3 separate regions of the Gossypium hirsutum genome follow, and all the other regions are linked to region 2. A link is a contact called in public Hi-C data. All regions are on one chromosome and are shown on one strand. The core of a region is the stretch at or near the end of the contact, and the rest is flanking DNA. Distances in the headings are between cores, read along the strand shown.

Region 1 (3,291 bases), core at 269-2,768, 990 kb before region 2:
TTCTCTAATTAAATTATTTTAAGTTTTAATACTTTTCAAATTTTAAAAATTTCAGTCTTGATACAAATGACAATCATTAATCTCTTAATTGAATTTTTAATACGTAATATATGAAAATAGCACGCTAACATGCCACTATACATATGATAATATGTTCGCCATATTAAATTTGAAAATAAAAGATGTTAACTAAATAAATTTAATAATTATAGTTTAATAAGAGCTAAAATTTTAAGTTTTATAAAATATAAGAATTTAAATAAAAGTAAAGACATAAGGACAAATAACATAATTTAAATTAAATAAGTATTAGATTTATTTTATTTTAAGGCTTCCCCTGGCATAGCTTTTTGCTCTGGTGCGTTGAATTTTGAAGATTTTTTGTTTTCATTGGAACGCATGATGTTTGGCGAACCAACAGTCCAATGAGATTGTCTCACTGCTTGTCAAAATTTTGGCTGGAGCTTTTAGCTCCAACAATTGCAGTTAAGTGATATAATTATTGTTTTATCACTTTTATTCATTATTGTATTTTTCAATTTACTTTTTATATTAATTTAATTTAATTATTATTTTATATAACATAATTTCATTATATATTTTATTATTTAGTATAACTATTATACAAATATTTTTAATGATTTAACTTTTAATATAAATATATGTGTAATAATTTTAATTATAATTTAACATAAATATAATGAAAAATGTTTATTACAAGAATTTTTAAACTCCACAATCAAAGTTTACAAATGTTCTATAAAGATATAATAAAATATTGAAAAAAAGGCAAATAAATTTTTTTTTAAAACTACTCTTCCTACAATTAATTTTAATTTTATCGCTATGCTATTTAAATTTATTGTTACCATTGTTTTCAACATCACCATAGGCAATTCAAAAACAACCTTAGTTCTATCACATGTAGGTTGTATTAAATTTATTTTAGTTTAGATTTGAATATATTTTTATTATTAAACTCATCTCGGTTTATAAGCATTTGTGATCCTAATTACACTTGGGATATTTTAGATGTAAAATTGAAGGGAGACTTGGTCAGAAATTGGCGACTTGGTCAGCAATTGGAGTTTTGACCTTACCTCACTCTTCAGTCCACTAATCTTATTCTAGTTTATCATGACCAAAGACTAGTCTATGCTGAAAAACTCGGTTTCTTTTGGTCAAACTTCAAACTTTCTATTCCAACAACCATTTTTTCTAATCCAAAACTCCAATGAAGTTCCTTTAAAAGCCCCAGAGTTTCAATTTCTTATTCAAACCCACAACCTTTCACTCTCCTACTCCCTCTTTGCTTAAACCTCAGCATAGACAAGTTCAAACATTTTCCAGCTTTTAGTTAATCAAAACTTAACATTCAGGCCAAGTTCCATGGTTGTTACTTCTTGCTCTTCACCATTTAGGCTATTTCAATCCCTTTGGCTGCTTCTGCTTGTGATCCTTGGAGAAGTTTTTTCTTCTTCATAACCAAATTTACCCGGTCTATAGCAGGTCATGAATTAGTATTCCCAAGTTCCAAACAAGGAATCCCTCTCTATTTTCTTACAGTGGAAGGAAAGAAGAAAAGGAAAAGAAAAATGGAGAACATGTGGAAGTGGGAGCAGGGGACACTGGTGAGCGAGCTGATTCAAGGAATGCAATTAGCAAAACAGCTAAGGTTGCATTTGGGTGCATCATCATCTTCTGTTGAATCCAGGGACTTGCTACTACAGAAGATCTTATCTTCCTATGAAAAAGCTCTTCTGATTTTAAAACTGAGCAGGCCTACGGAACAGCCACAACAAAATGTAGGAGGAATAACTTGTGTGCCAGAGTCTCCTCTAACCATCAACGGCAGCCCCAGGAGTGATGATTTAGAAAAGGATAACCAGGATATCAGAGATGTCTCAAAGAAGAGGTGAATTTGCAAGCTACAAGTTAATCATTCTTGTATGTTATTGCAAATTTTGTAAGTTGTAAATTTGAGTCTGCTAAATGATTCCTGGAACTGGGTTTTGCAGAAAGATGATGCCTAGGTGGACGGATCAGGTGAGAGTGAGCTCTGAAAACCTGCTGGAGGGTCCTCATGATGATGGCTACAGTTGGAGAAAATACGGGCAAAAGGATATCCTTGGAGCCAAATATCCTAGGTGAATGACCCTTTTCCCATGTAAAATGCTGGAATTTTGTATTAGTCAAAACCCTGATGATGGAATGTTTACTTTTGCAGAAGCTATTACAGATGCACCTATCGAAACACCCAAAACTGCTGGGCTACAAAGCAAGTCCAGAGATCAGATGAAGATCCGACCCTCTTTGAGGTCACATACAGAGGAATTCACACATGTGCAAATGGCAACCACGCAGTTCCATCCCCAGAAAAACAACATAAATCAAACACAAACGGCCTTAATAATACCAATTACCAACCATTGCAATCACAAGATGTCCTCTCAGAGTTTCGAGCAGGCCTAAGAGTCAATATTGAGGGCTTAGACAATAAAGAGATGGCACCCCCATTCTCTTTTGCTTCAACATCATTTGGGTGTATAAAGAGCGAAAACCATAGCTTTTCACCTTCAGGAGTACTTGATTACAACAATATCTTCGGCAGCTTTTCATCGCCGTTCATGTCTCCCGATACACCAGAATTAAACTACTTTTCAATTTCTCAGATGAACAACTTCCAAGGGGTGCTTAACACACAGCATTCTAAATCTGATCTCACCGAGTTGGTTTCAGCCAACACTTCGGCCACCAATTCTCCAATTATGGACTTGGATTTTTCGCTGGACCAAGTGGAGTTGGACCCGAATTTCCCATTTGACACCCCGGGATTTTTCTCCTAACTCTTTTCCGCTATCGAATAAGAGTAACAGTAGATGTCAAATTCGGGTTCCAATAACCAAAGTAGGTTCATGGTGAGCCGTGTGTTCTGCGAAGAACTATTGTACAATACATCTCCCTTTCATTTCTATGTTGGTTTTGAGAAATTTCCTCAGATAACAAGTTTTGATATTTGTTCTTATCGAAATTCCATAATACTAGTGCTCAGATTTTCACCAAAATGCAAAGGTCCTTCTAACACTCACTGCAACTTCATTGCAATTAGCAAAGGAGTATTTTACGCAATGGCCATTTATAATCCAAATAAGTTGTCCATAACAACATACCGTGAAAGTTCACAAATCCTGGGTTTCAGAAGAATAAAATCAGTATATACAGGGAAAAAGAATCTACATTCCAACGATTCCTACATTGCTTGTCTTTACACATAGCCGATGGAATACATAA
Region 2 (3,118 bases), core at 415-2,914:
CAAGAATCCTCCCGAGGTTCGCTCTCGATTTCTCGAGATTCTTTGACGCTTTGCGACGAATCGACTTCGTCGGTCGAAAGCGAAGGACAACGAAGAATGGAGGTTGGGGAGCAAAGATTGGTGGTGGTGGTGTGGGATTCTTCCATGGAGTTGTACTCTGAGCTGGATAACGGCTTTTGGCTGTTTTTGTCTTGCAGTGATTTTTGCTGGGGAGTGGTAAAGTTAGTGAGCGCGTCGGGACCACGCAGCTGAATAGCCGCGTTGTCGTACACCATTGCTGCTTCTTCGGCGGTGTCATAGGTACCCAACCATAAACGTACACGCCTTAGCGGGTCCCTGATCTCAGCCGCCCATTTTCCCCAAGGCCGTTGCCTTACTCCTCTGAATTTCTTCCCGGCTGGTAATACCTTAGCCGAGGACGCTTTTGCTACAGCAACAGCCGCCGGCCTTTTTCTAGAATTCCTGGACAAAGTCGACGATTTACTTCTGAAAGCAGCGTCGTTCTGGGCAGGACATGATGATGAACCGATAGTTATCTCGTTCACGAATTTCTTGACTCTTCGGGTTGTTTGTTCTTCGTCTTCGTCGCTGGAGGAATCAGTAGCGTCAGCATCAGTAACTGATATCCGAACAATTCGAGGCTTCATTTCTGGTTGGTTTTCGACTTTGACATTTAACAGTGGTGAAAGGAGCTTGGTTTGATTGCGATGTTCTGTGTATTTGATTGAAGAAACAGAACAATGATCCATTCTTTTTTTTTCGATTTTGCCTTTGTATATGCAGGTTTTCAACTTCTATTACTTGGTCTCATTGAGAGAGAGTGGGAAGGGGAGTCAAATAAAAGCGGAGGGAAAAGAAGGGATTCCTTTGAGACTTGACACCAGGAGAATAAAGGGCTAAAAAGGAAAGCTGAACAATGAACACGTTAATGAGAAGCTGGAAATGAAGAGAAGCCCACCATTAATCTGTTAAAAGTTTTACTCAAAAAGTACTTAAGAGCACGAGAAATTTCAAGGAAAGTTATCCCCAAAAAAACGATAGTGCGCTTAAACAAGCAGTACGGAAAGCACCCCGATGGCAAAAACCAGTAGTGGGAGAACGGAGCGAAGAAAAAGAAGAAAAGAAAGAAAACTGTAGGTAAAAGTTGCAGAGGATAAAAGAAAAAGGGAAGATGCCGCGAGCAAAAAAAAACCACTAGACAGTGCCTTTTCTTAGTCACTTGACAGAGCACAGACTTGCTATTTTGGGTAACTTTCAAAACCAAACCCTAAAAGAAACTAAGAACACAAATTGCTTTCTGATGATATACAGTACTTTCTCCAGGAAACATAAAGAAAAAGAAAATTCTTAAAAGAAAGAAAGGGAAACGGAAAAGAAAAAGGAAAAGGGAAAAGAACGCAAAGAGGAGTGAAGAATAGCTCTTTTGATAGATAAGAGAGTAAAAAGACAGAAAAAATGAAGCAGAGATTTGAGGCATATACCGAAAGTTGAGCTATTTTATAGGACCAGCCGTAATTTGCTCAAGGTTAAAATGCCATATATTTTTATTTATTTATTCATTTTTTTAAAAAAGTTGTTAGAGAAAGGGCGGGGACATATCGGCGATAATGAGATTCCGGCTGAAAACAGAAAGATCCAACGGGAGGGTGAACCGGGGGGAATGCTGACTAGGTGTCTAGGTGTTGTCCAAAAAAGATTTAATCTTGAAATCAGAGATTCAGGTCACGTGACACCAGACACTCGGGTCAGTCCACTCCTCTCCCTTTGACTAAAATTAGAACCGGTAGTTAATGATTAACACCCACTCCTACCTTTAATTGCCTCCATAATTCCTTAGTTAATCTTCCGTTTTTTTACCTTGTATAGGCATTTTCGTCATTTTATGACTGCCAGAGTTGGTTAGATTACAGCTGCTGCAGACCAAGCAGTTATACAGCTGGTAAATTTTACTACAACTGAGACTAACGTGGTGCTATTTTTTTAACCTTTTTATTTAATGACCACGCTGTGGTGTGTAGGGAGGGTATTTTTTCGAATGTATTCAAGCACAGTGTGAGGTTGAAACGTGTCTAGTATTTATTATTATTTCTTTGAGTAGCCCCGAGTTTTGATTGGCTCCAACAACTTGTTCTGCCGACAGTAAATATTAGCCGTCAGATGAAACATAGGGTCAATTTATCTAATTAGCAACGTATCATTTAATAGGATAAATTTGACTAAGCTAATTAAACTATTAATAAGTTTATGTTTTGGTTACTCAATTTTAAAAAATTATAAAATGGTTATTGAACTATGTAAAAGTTTTCATTTAAGTAATTGGACTATTAAAATCGTTGCCATATAGCATTTTATGTTTGCATTACCTGCATCAATCGAAATCTCTCATTTTCCTTCTCTTTCACAGTTTATTTTTTTTATGGAACAATTTTAAACATTACGAATCTGTGAATAAAATCCAAACAATATTATTCCTTGATCTATGACCCTAACTGTCAAATCTACTTAGATCTAGCATATATTTTTCTACTCTTTGATGGGTACTAATTTATCATACCGATTGTCAAATCGCCACTTGTAGCTTGCTAGCCGGACTTTAAAAAGGATTAAAGCTCAATAACTTAAATAAAATTTTTTGAATAGTTAAGTGACATAAATGAATTTTTTTGAATAGTTTAATGACTATTTTGTAACTTTTTAAAATTGAGTGATCAAAAGTAAACTTACAAATAATTTAATAGTCTTAGATATAATTAAACCCTAAAAAATAACAACAATATTTGGTGTTTTTACGGTATAGATTTAACGTACAACTTTTTAATTAGATCACGCGATGATGAATCACATTTTCCTTTTTCTTCTTTTTATCGGTTAGGAGAATTTAAGGTAAATAAAGACAGGAATTTACTGAGTTTCTCAATTTGTTAGGGACAGTTACTTATTTGAACGTTGTTTTCTCGTGTTCTTTTCTCTTTATTTGAATGAGAAATTTAGATGAGTTTCTATACGCTAATATATATATGCCGAAAAGAAAATAATTTGAGAAAGTATGCTGAAACTTTCGAAATTTATCGATCTACGCTATTTTAAAAAAAAAAAAAGGAAAAGCGTGTTTTATAAA
Region 3 (3,066 bases), core at 142-2,641, 550 kb before region 2:
ATAACTTGAAATTTTTTATAAAATTTTCTAGTTTTTAAATAAATTTGAGGTTTATTATTATTATTTATATATATAATTAGGGTTAATTGTCAAAAGTATAAATGAGAACTAAAATTATTATTATAGCAATTAAAAAAGTACCATTGTAAGCTACTTAATAGTCCAAGACTAAAAAAATAACTTTAAAAATATTAGTAATCAAATTGTATTTTTTTCTAATTAAGTGATTAAAACAAAAATTTATCGGGAATTAAACTGGTGTAGTATTAATGGTTTTTGCTAGATAAAAGTTCCCAGTCATTTGCTAGCTATGCATAGTGACCACATACATAAAGCAAATGAATACCCTTCAGTTCTAGCATATTATATGAAAGAAAAACCTTAATTTCTTTCCCACATTTCAGCAACAAAAACATGTTTTTTTTTTTTGGTAAAACAAAAACATGTTTTGATTATGCGACAACTATGAAAAAACTTAGACCACCTCATAGCAGCGACAATGGTGGTTTGAGCCATTACAGTCACTGGAGTAGGTAGAACTTATAGATCGCTTAATTCCCTTCCGGTAGATTAATTAACCAACAAAACGAGAACGCTAATCACGAAGTTTGGCCAACAAAAGATCATAAAGAAATGACTCAATCCAGTTCATTAATTAGATATGAATAGGTCAAAGTTCAAAACACCAAGTAACCTAACCTTAAGGACTAAAAGAAAACATCCTAAAAAAACTTCAAAATATTGTTAAAAAAATATCCACAAACTATTTGACTGCATCTTCATTGTGCAGATATACTATCAGTAATCTGTATATGCTTCTTTATAGTTTTTGTAATTCAAGCACATGAAATACCGACAGTGGAGGCTGCAGTGAATCTTTCGGATGCAGTTCTCTTAGCAACCAAGGCGTTAATCTCCGGCGAAAGCCCTCCAAAATCAATCTCCGGGACCTCAGGGATGGTTGTGAGCGAACCTGTCTTGTCGTAAACCACGTAGTAGTCGTCGTGCGATCTTTGTTTCAGCCACATAATGGAAGAACTCGAACTTTGTCTGAATCTAAACATGGATTTGAAGAGTTTTTGAATAGACCGAGAGAACTTGGAAAACTGCTTCTTGGAAACTGGAGGCGGAAGGGCAGAGGCGGTTGACTGTGGAGGAGCTCTGTCGACTAGATGAGGCATGGACATGGTTCTTGAATGGATTGCTGAGTCGAGTTGACGGTTGAAGGAGTTGAGTTCAAACGAGTCATAAAGATTGCTACCACAGTCCCAAACAGGATGCTGCTTGGCCTTCTCCTGGTTTTGACTTTGCTTTTGTTGTTGTTGTTGTTGAAGTTTTTCCTTCTTCTCCTGGGGATGGTGATTCTGGTATTGTGCTAGGGATTTCTCCATCTTGTTTGGTAAGAGGGAAAACAAAAAAGAAAGTGAGAAAACAAGAAAGGAGTTTGTGATTGACTGATTTTCCTTGAGGGAGTTGGTTTATGCCGAAGGGAAAAAAAAGAAGAAGAAAACGAGTGTGTTACCGCGTTCACGGATGTCTTCATATCAACCATTAAAAACGGAAGAAGTTTCCATGTTGCTAAGATTGCATTTATTCAAAGATGGTTGAGAGATATGACACTTCTTTTGCATACTAAATTAATTAAATTTAATTCTATTATAATTTTCGAGTTATATTTAAAATTCGTGGTTAATTGAACCCATAAGATGGGAAGAATTATTAAATAGTTTTTCTTATATTTAAGCTTATTACTAATTTGGTGTCTCGACTTGAGCACTACTTTAGTTAAAAAAATATTTGAAAATTATTTTCTACAAAATAAATTTTATTATGAAGAGGTTATTTTTTTCTTTTATATTTTAAAAATTAATAAAAAAATATAGTGAAATTTGAATCTAAAACATAATAAATCACACATATTTTAATTTTATAGTTTCGTTTATTTTTTACATAAAACTTTTAATAATTCACCCACATTCACTATACAAAAAATAATGTTTCGTCATATTTCAAAAATAAATCAACATTGATTTTAGGTATAATCTAGGGTGAAAATTTCATGACGTTTATACAATGAAACAAATAATTCAAATTTATTTTTTACCTTATGGTGACAAATATCTCAAACGTCATGATGTTTTGTGATGTTTATTTTTAACTTTCAATATTAGGGATGTGTCATAATCTACTTAAGTCAATGAGATTTTAGTTTATAACAAAATTGGGGCTTTAAAATTTTGATATCTCAAATTATGCATAAATAATGAGTTTGTTTAAGTTTAGCTAATTTAATTATTCAATTCATTAGTTTTAATGATTGATTCTAAGGTGAAAATTAAAAAAAAAAGTCAATATCAAATTGTTTTTAATTTTGTTTTTCTGGTTTGAATTAAATTTAAATATTTGGTTATCAAATTTAATTTGTAGTGATTTATTCTATAAATAATTAAAGTTAATTTTTAAATTTGCCTCCCTATGAAAGAAATCATAATGAAAAATAATTATATCTACGTATACCTCCGACATTGTTGATAGATTAATTAAGATCGAATGACTCTTAGATGAAGTATGAACACACGTTAAAACTTAATCCGGAAAAAAAAAACAGGGTTTCTAACTGCTGTGATATCATGTGAACTATGAATGCGAAGCCAGAAAGGTGAAATTAATTGAGGCAGCTAGGAGCTACCATTTTTATTTTGATTCCGTAATAATTATTGTTTTCACTAGTACCTGAAAATCTGATCTGGTTTGTTTGAAAATCATAAAGGTAAAATAGAATCCAACAAATATTGCATTGTGTTTTTAGTTAATTATATATGCAGAAGTAATAAATAATTTTTTTTGAAAGGACTAATATATAAAAATTTATTATCAACTAATTCCCTAACTAAGAAACTCTAGCTTTTACTTATTATAATTGTTTATAGTGGTCCCTCCATCAAAACGTCTCCTTTTCCAATATTTCCAATATATATATATATATGGAATAGAACTAGATTATTCCAGTCGTATCTAATAGATACTAGCTTCATTCCTGATCTCTTTTCAGTTTCTTTTGACTTT

Evidence for each region. A called contact is a pair of places that touch in the nucleus more often than the background predicts.
Region 1: a contact with region 2 is called in a Hi-C map of leaf, with 3 times the contacts expected there. The contact joins the promoter of LOC107928779 here to the promoter of LOC107920268 in region 2. A contact is called at or near these places in 2 of 34 Hi-C or Micro-C datasets (both in leaf).
Region 3: a Hi-C map of leaf shows a contact between it and region 2, with 2.5 times the contacts expected there. The contact joins the promoter of LOC107928768 here to the promoter of LOC107920268 in region 2. A contact is called at or near these places in 3 of 34 Hi-C or Micro-C datasets (all in leaf).

Annotation. Positions count from the first base shown.
Region 1 is chrA08:76,170,162-76,173,452 of Gossypium_hirsutum_v2.1, reverse strand. LOC107928779 (probable WRKY transcription factor 41) reads left to right here and starts at 1,518. Exons shown (of 3, transcript NM_001327291.1): 1 at 1,518-1,915; 2 at 2,019-2,147; 3 at 2,228-2,972. The coding sequence starts at 1,596. The coding sequence ends at 2,846. LOC107928780 reads right to left here. Exons shown (of 3, transcript XM_016860045.2): 3 at 3,218-3,291.
Region 2 is chrA08:75,181,396-75,184,513 of Gossypium_hirsutum_v2.1, reverse strand. LOC107920268 (ethylene-responsive transcription factor CRF2) reads right to left here and starts at 1,664. Exons shown (of 1, transcript XM_016849921.2): 1 at 1-1,664. The coding sequence starts at 749.
Region 3 is chrA08:75,727,563-75,730,628 of Gossypium_hirsutum_v2.1, reverse strand. LOC107928768 reads right to left here and starts at 1,391. Exons shown (of 1, transcript XM_016860035.2): 1 at 837-1,391. The coding sequence starts at 1,391. The coding sequence ends at 837.